2 separate regions of the Anser cygnoides genome follow, and region 2 is linked to region 1. Evidence: chromatin contacts called from public Hi-C data. All regions are on one chromosome and are shown on one strand. The core of a region is the stretch at or near the end of the contact, and the rest is flanking DNA. Distances in the headings are between cores, read along the strand shown. Region 1 holds the start of IPP (intracisternal A particle-promoted polypeptide). Region 2 overlaps MAST2 (microtubule associated serine/threonine kinase 2).

Evidence for each region. Hi-C and Micro-C count contacts between places; a contact is called where the count stands out from the background.
Region 2: a contact with region 1 is called in a Hi-C map of liver, with 4 times the contacts expected there. The contact joins the enhancer-like site here to the promoter of IPP in region 1. A contact is called at or near these places in 7 of 7 Hi-C or Micro-C datasets (blood, fetal liver, granulosa cells and 1 more).

Annotation. Positions count from the first base shown.
Region 1 is chr8:23,882,537-23,886,602 of Taihu_goose_T2T_genome, forward strand. It overlaps IPP (intracisternal A particle-promoted polypeptide), which reads right to left and starts at 2,395. Exons shown (of 8, transcript XM_048059149.2): 1 at 2,015-2,395; 2 at 1,458-1,889; 3 at 980-1,135; 4 at 1-150. The coding sequence starts at 2,312. LOC136791352 (a long non-coding RNA gene) reads left to right here and starts at 3,338. Exons shown (of 3, transcript XR_010833152.1): 1 at 3,338-4,066.
Region 2 is chr8:23,947,339-23,951,404 of Taihu_goose_T2T_genome, forward strand. The region is part of intron 3 of MAST2 (microtubule associated serine/threonine kinase 2); the gene reads left to right. Among named protein-coding and RNA genes, the nearest start is that of MAST2, 32 kb to the left of the region's middle. Within about 2 kb of position 1,768, at least 1 of the 3 cell types and tissues checked has open chromatin away from gene starts, as enhancers often do. A contact at or near this core is called in liver, where this site is marked.

The sequences.
Region 1 (4,066 bases), core at 1,145-3,644:
TTCCTCCGACAACAGCCACACCCAGCCCACTCCGGGCCTGATGGAGAGAGGACACCGTGGTCCAGTAGTGGCTGAAAGTGTCAAATCGCTCCACACAGCTGAGGGCTCTGCTGTCACTCCAGCGTCCTCCTTGCAGTCGGGTGTAACCCCCTAGAAAGCAAGTAGAAAGGTCATGGCTGAGTAAGAGCTTCCTGCTCAATCCCATGCTCCTATAGCTAAACCATAAACAAAACAAAACAACCACACACAAAAAGCACAGCAGCAACAGCCATTAGCTACTTCTAGCAGGATTCAGACTTTTCCAAGTTGCATGACTCCTCCAACACACAATGGTCACCTTGTAGGTCACGTAACTTGGGCTACTACACTTCATTGCATCACTACTGACATGACTGTTCATGTTCTCAGCGAAACGCAGAGAGCAGCCAACAGCTTTTGCTATCTTAAGATTTTGTTACTTCCCACAGGGTGAAACAAGAGAACACCCTTCCAATACAAAACTATAGCACTGGTGAAAACTTCTAAATTGCATGTATCCCATCAAATGAACCATAAAGTTCTAGACGGAGAAAACTTCAAACTTCAGGAGAACAAGAAGTGAAATGAAACTGCATTTGCCAGAATGTGCTTCCAATAGGGAACAACAGACAAACCCTCTGCTGATTTACAGCTTTCCACCCATGGCAAGTAACGTCTAAAGGCAGATCTAGGCTTTGAATAACATGTCATAACGACATGAAATGTGAACGCTCCCGCTCTAATTCTAAACAGAAAGCAGGTAAGCCCTGCTCATGGCAGGGGAGTTGTAACTAGATGATCTTTAAGGTGTCTTCCAACCCAAACCATTCTACGAATCTATAATATTGCTATTTTTGTATCTTCTCATTACATAAAAATAGTTCAGTATCTCTTTCAGTACTGTAATGTGAGATACTACTACATCATTTGTTTTACAAGGTTCAAACAGCCACATTCTAACCTACTGCATAAAGGTACTTCCTGGCTTTCCTCCGGGGACGACCTTTAGAAGCTTGCAGAAAACTGCTGACCTTGTTTTCTTTGGGAGATTTACAGACTTCACAATATTCTTTCAACAGAGTTTGAAGGGCCACCCGAAGGCTGAAATCTGGAATACCTTGAGGAAAAAAGGATATTAAAAAAGGCATGGTGAAAAGTTATATACAGTAAGTAACTCAGCTGTAGAAAAGTTACCACATTCTCCTCAAAACAGCAGCCCAATTAAGATTGCATAGTTTTGTAAAACTTTTTCAAAAACATGTATTTAAAGTAAGCTGTGCTCATTTGTTAAAAGACACAACTCATCTGGTATAAAGTCAATCTTTTCACTCCTTGTGATATTAATCTAGCAAAATCTATCACAATATAGCAGCTCTGTATTTGAGCGAGGCATGCGTTGTTCAAACATCTGATATTCCTTCTTGCTTTTCTTCACTTACCTTCTATGTATTTTAAAAGCCTTTGCGCTGGTAGGAGAGGGAATCGAACAGGCTCCAGCACTTCCACCACGTACTTCCTTCTTTTCCCCAGATCCTTCAAAATCCACTGCATGGCAGCTACGAACACCTGGTACTCATCCTCGATGCTCAGGTCCTCGCTCCGCAAGATCTTCACCAGCTGCTCCTTCGTCAGCGCCAGGAACTCCTCGCCGCCCTGCACCTCCAAGAAGTGCGCGTGGATGTAGCTCTCGGTGAACTCCAGCAGGTCGTGGCAGGCGATCTGCTCGGCGAACTGGAAGAGGCCGATGCAGTTCAGGGGGTCGATCTGCCCCTTGAGGAACTCGCAGCACAGCTCCACCACCTCGCTCAGCTGCAGCATGTCCGCGGCGACGATCAGCTCCTGCACGTTGTGCTCCCCGATGCTCACCACCCCTGCGGGCAGGCACACGGCGCCGGGGCCCCGCTGTGGGGACGTGTGGGGGGCGACGACCCCCGTCGGGAGGCCGCCCCGTCCCCCTCGGCGGCCCCGTCCCACCCCGTCCCGTCCCCGCCGTTACCCGTGTAGATGAAGTCCAGCAGCGTACCGAAGATGTCCGCCTCGACGCCCGCGATGCGCACCACGTCGCGGCCGCTCTCCTTCATGCCGCCCGCCAGCAGCGCCGCGAAGTAGGGGCTGCTGGCCGCCAGCACCAGGCGGTGCACGGCGAACGCCTCCGGGCCCACCTCCAGCCGCACATCGCAGAAGCTCTGCCCGGCGCGGAGCCGGTTGATCTGGGCCAGGAGCAGGCGGGCGTGCCGGTCGCAGAAGGAACTGCTGCTGCTCCCGCTGCTCCTCACCGCCCCGGCAGCCGCCATGGCGCTGGCTGAGGCGGCACCGCCGCCCGCCGCCCTGAGGGGCGGCCCCGGTGCATGCGCAAAATGGCGGCGGCGCCCCCTGCTCCCTGAGGGGCTGTGTTGCTCAGCGTCCTGATCCCTCAGCGGGTGTTGGGGTGTGTCTGTCGGTCCGTCTGCCCCCTCGGCTGTGTGATGTCCCTGTCACTTGGCTCTCTGGAGCCTGGTTGCCCGGTGGGCGCGCTGTCAGCTCTGTCAGAAGATTTCTTGTGTGAGGTTTCATCTGCTTCGCTCCCTGCCTGTAGTGCTGAAGGGGAGCAGCAGATGTGCGCTGACCTCAGTCATATTTCCCTCAGGCTTGCCTTTCCCAGCCAGTTTAAGGTGTGCTTGTGAGGGAAAAACATGGCAGTGCTGGGGGGAGACCACAGCTGGCACCTGCCCAGGGAATTGCTTGTCCTTAGCTCGCTGACTGAAGGCACAGCCAGCCCATACACTGCTTTCTGTGTGGCATCATGCTGTGTTTGGACCTTCCTCTTCAAGCCGGAATAGATGCTCCATCACAGCACCCTGTAGTAAGTACTGTGTGGGTCCCTGGGGTCAGAGCTGATCCTGAGGCACGGCACGCTTCCATCTTTGTGTAATTCACTGAGTCATTGCGTGTCTGGGCACTGACTGAGGGAAGAGCAGCACAAACTAAGTTACACGCACACAGTCAGTGGGTCCGGCAAAGCCAGCACTGATTCAGAGACAAAAGCATCCCTCCTGAGTTTTCCACAGCCATTCGAGCAACGTGACATGCAGCCAAAGCAAAAAGCAATCAGAGAGCCTCTTGGAACACTTCCATATCTATTTATTGTGAGAATGGGAAAGAAAAACATGTCTGCTTACAGTTACAATGGTCATGGCCCCTCAGGCTTTTCTCATGATTCTGCATTTCATTGTAATAACTTTTAAATGTGCTTCTAGAAGGAATCTGAACTGTGATACTCCCTGGGGACTGTTGGTTCCTCCATTCATCAGCATTTCATTCTTGACATTAGAATGGTAAAATTACCTTTCAAGCTGGCCTTAAAAAAATACTCATAGAAAATATAGACCTAGATAGAAAAATAAGGTTTTTGCAAGCACACACAGATGGATGCGTGCTGGTATGAGGCAACATACATTTGGATCTCGGCTAATAAATACTTTGAGATTTTTCTTTCATTGATGAATCGGTAAAAGAAACCAGACCCCTCTTTGTGCTGACATTTTATTCATCGGAAGTGGCCTGTGAGTAAAAGGCTTAGAATTCTCCTAAATGCCAGTGGCTCAGTTGCAGGCTGATGTCAGCTGTTAGACACTTAGCCAGCACTAGGATTTCACACCATAGCGCCAAATTTACAGACACAGAATACTTTGCTGAGACTGCTGATTTTGCCCCGAAGGCCTGTCCTATACTACATTAACGTGGCTGGATGGTTCTACATCCTGAAGAGGGCACTGCTTCAGCGTATTTTTTTAATAACCACACAGAAGCCATACAAGATGGAGCTAATGCTCCTGTATACTATTATGTATCTCCTAAAACAAGCTGTAGATTTTCAGGAATAAGTCTGAAAGTACATTTGACAGTGTGAAATTATACTGTGTAACGAGGAGCCTTTTGATTAACACACACCAAAGAATGACAACTTATTGCAGTGAAGGAGTTAAAATGTCTTCAATTTTAATTTAATAGACTCCTAACATGACATTTGTCAATAAACCAGCTGAATGCTGACTGACATATGGGACAG
Region 2 (4,066 bases), core at 518-3,017, 64 kb after region 1:
CTTTAAGGCATCTCTGGTGGGAAAAGTAAAATGCATATGCTATAATTCTGCATATTTTCATGATATATTCAGGAACATATGCTTCACAATGGCATTCAAAACTGATAGTCCTGTTAGGATTTTCATTATGGAATTTCATTCTAAATAATGAATGTGTATCTGAATAAAGAACAGCAAATAATTGTGACAAATTCTGTACCAAAGTTATGCTTAATATATAGTGCATAGTACTTGAACACAGTCAGCATCTTGCTATGAAGTCTTTTCAGGTCAGCATTTTTTTAACTTCAGTTAAGTGAATTTCATTTTGGAGTGGACTCATTGGCTCAAAGGAGGTTTTCATACTGGAAAGAAGATTTGAACACCCTTCTGTGTAACCTGAGGCTTGTCATCATAGGAAATATGAATTCATAAAACTTGCCTTGTGATAATTGTTAGGCACTAGACTGTCAGTTTGAATGATTGCAGTTCTCATTATCTTCAGATGCTGTGTGTTACTTTTTGTCTATGAATATGTTGAATTGATTTTTGGCACATGCAGTCAGTTCTGCTCCTGACAGCAGCACTATTGTAGGTGTAAAGTGAGAAACTGCTGTAGTGTGCATGGAAAATTAGCTTTTTTTTTTTTTTCTTGGGGAGGTGTGAGGAACTTAAGACAATACAAAGAGTTATTCAGACAGTCTTGAATATACATTGTCACTGGAACGATGCTTTGTTCCATAAGAGTGTTCTGTGATTCCTTTTGGCCTTTATATAAGAATATACGGATGTAGACAGTAAAAACAAACAAACTTGAAAAATCTAAAGTATTCAGAAGTTTCCTTATATATTTTGATTTTTATTTTATTTTTTTTGGTAGGTATTACTGTAGGCAGCATGAGATGTCCATGTTTAGTATTTTAATGTAGCTGCTTTCTGCATCTGGTAACTATTTCCTAGGATGCGGTAGGTACTAAGAAGGTCAGTCTTCAAGCATGAGATAGTTAGGTTGCCTGAGTTTCAAGCTACTTTGTTCCAGTAATACACACTGTTTTGAGCTTTAAGTTATCTATAAAAAAACCCTCATAAGTCTGTGACTAACAAAAGCTTTGGAAATGCTCTAGAAATTAGTAGCGTAATCCCCTGTGTTTGGCAGCTATTTTGTTGTTTGGTGTGTTTTAACTGTACTGTGTTATTTTGGTTTATCCAAGCCATGCAGTGCATCTTCCCAGCAAAACAGTTACAGCTCTAGAGACTCGGTGATTGCTTATTTTACAGCTTTGAGGAAAATGGGAATACAGTTGTTTATATGCTTCATCTCTGGACAGCTGTAGCTCGGAATCTTGCCTAAGAGTTAATCTACAGTCCTTATTACCTTGAGATTACTAGAGGGGGAGAGGTGTTATCACTTGGCAGAGATAAGTTCAGCCTTGTAACTGAAACAGTACTAAAGCCTGAGGCTTATGCAACAATCCTGATATCTGAACTTTGATAAACTGAGATACAGAGAGGTTAAATCACTTGGTCATCAGTAAAACTGGGAGGAAAGCATACCTCACAGACTTTCTGTGAAGCTCAGTTTATTAATGTTAGGAAAACTCAGATGGACAGGGCTATGAAATAACTTATTCCTGCAGTCACTTTATAGATAGTGTACCTGTATCACTCACCTATTACTGATTCTGTTAAAGGTACTGTTCAGATTCTGAAGTCAATTATTCAAAGCAGGAAATGCCTTGGTCTTTTTTCTGGGCTTTACTTCATTGTTATTGCTAACCTGAGCATTTCTGCAGTTTTTAACTCTTCAAAGGTGGGAACTGCAGAGTCCTTGGTCTGTGAGAATATGAGCTTTAAAATCAGAATAACCATTACACTTGCAGTCTTGATTTGGAGTCCATATAGTTCTTTCCTTTACAGACTAGGAGTAATTACCAGGGTGTTTTTTCAAAGCGTCATTTATTATTGGGAATACACGAGGAAGATTACTGTATTGCAACATTTTGGACTGATCCAAATTTTGTTCACTGAAAAGCAGTTGTGGCTGGCTAAGAATGTAAAAGCAAAATTTATTGTGCTTCTTCTGAAGCTTTGTTTGCTTCTTGCTTTTGTAGTTTATTTCAGTGACCAAGTTTCCATTTGGGAAAAAAATAAAAATGGATTCTGCGTACATCATGAATATGTCATGTTGAAACTGTAGTGCAAGTATGCAAAAATGTATGTCAGTGTGAACTTTAAGTTATTGGCAAGGGGAAAATGTTTATAATAGAGGACTGAAAGAAGTACAGGGTTTCAGATCTGTCATGAAAGGATGTGAAATGTAATTAACCTAAAATAACCTTTAAAATATTTTTGAGCCTGATAAATTAAATGAGCTGTTGAGATAACTTAATGAGAGATTTTAATTTTATACCTTAAATAATATCCTATTAAAATCCTCAAGATTTTGCTTTGTGATGGAATCCACTGAGACTTACATTTTCGCAATGACCTCATGATTCAGTAACGTTGTTAATATATTTGGTGTGTATTTGAGGGGTATTGTCTAGGTTAATGGCAGCATTTGTTCTTTAACTGCTTGAAGCCACAAAGCTCTAATTGAAGATACAAATGTTCAAACCTCATTATTTTAATGAGGTCATATGGTATAGCAACAATAAAAAATAGTTACACGATGAACCCCTATTGCAGAGTTGCATAATTTGCCCATGGAAGCAAAGTATTGTGTGAAACTTGAAATTAAAATTCTCTGCCTTGGATTTTAAATAAAACATGCAACTTTAAATCTAAGGTGGTTTCTGTATTTGTCTTCACTCACAATTAGAAGGAAGTATTTGGTAGTCTTATGTTAAAGGTATGCAGCTATGTTGTTAGTTTACACAGATATGGTTACACTGCACACACTAAAGTTTTCACACTGGCTTCTAGTAGAAGCAAATGTAACCAGGTAACTCTGCAGAGATACTTTTGGCAAATTTGCATCTTGAATTTTCTGAATATTGATAATTGAACTAATTTACTTAATGAGTGTTGCCAAGGAAAATACATAGTGTGTTTATCACTGTGTCAAGAATCCAGGGGTCGGAGGCAAAGGTCAAAGTGTTCATTACTGCTTTCATTTCATCAGGGTTGCCAACCTTGGTTGCCTGTCTGCAGCTTTGTATACTGTGCTATCTCTAGTGAGAGCCGGATCCTTTTAAAGACTCCTGACTATTTTGATGTCCCTAAGTTTGTGTTCCTACTATGTTCTCCCATAAATATTTATTTTTCTCTGTGGCTTCCCCTATCTCCAGAAAACAGGAAGAAAACTCTCCCCAGCAAATATTCATTTTCATTATTTGACAGTAGCTAGAAAAGTTATGAGTTAGACTGCTTTGTGTACAAGTACACTTCTTCTGTGACCTTAATTCTTCTCCACTCTACATTCTTTGGGCTGTGGGCTACTGGTCTGGAGATCTTAAGGTGAAAGCTATAGTGATGTATCCTATATTACAGATCTATTGTTGGTCAAAATTTGCACCAAACTTTTTTTTATCATACAGTAACTAGTTCTCGTACAACCTTTGTTTCTGTAGTATTTTCTTGCTAAATGAAGTGTTCTGAATCATGAGCTTTTCATCCATGAGCTCTTCAATTCTGCTCAAATGACCATTCGCAACATAAATTTAAGTAACCATTTGGTTGTTTTAGGTAAGTTCTTGTTGTTTTGCTTTAATTCACCCAAATAATTTGACTTTCAAACTAAACTAAAATGTAGGGTGCTTTGAATTTAAAACACAGGTACAAGATTGGCTTACTATACTATAAATTATAGTAATTTCAAGAGAAAAGAATTGTGGTGCATATCTTCTTCAATTAAGTACGTTAATGATGCATGACCTTCCATCTGCTATCTGATTTCTTTTTTTTGTCCCATTATTAACCAAGGCTTTTAGCATCAAGCTTTGCCTGTATTGTGTGAAATCTCCATCTGAGAATGGTTGTGGACAACCTTAAGTAATTTTTAGCTCCGTTTTTCTTTGCTCATCAGGAAACTTCTCTGGTTGGTTGAGGGTTTAAAAGTAGGTAATCACAGTTTCACATTCTGGAG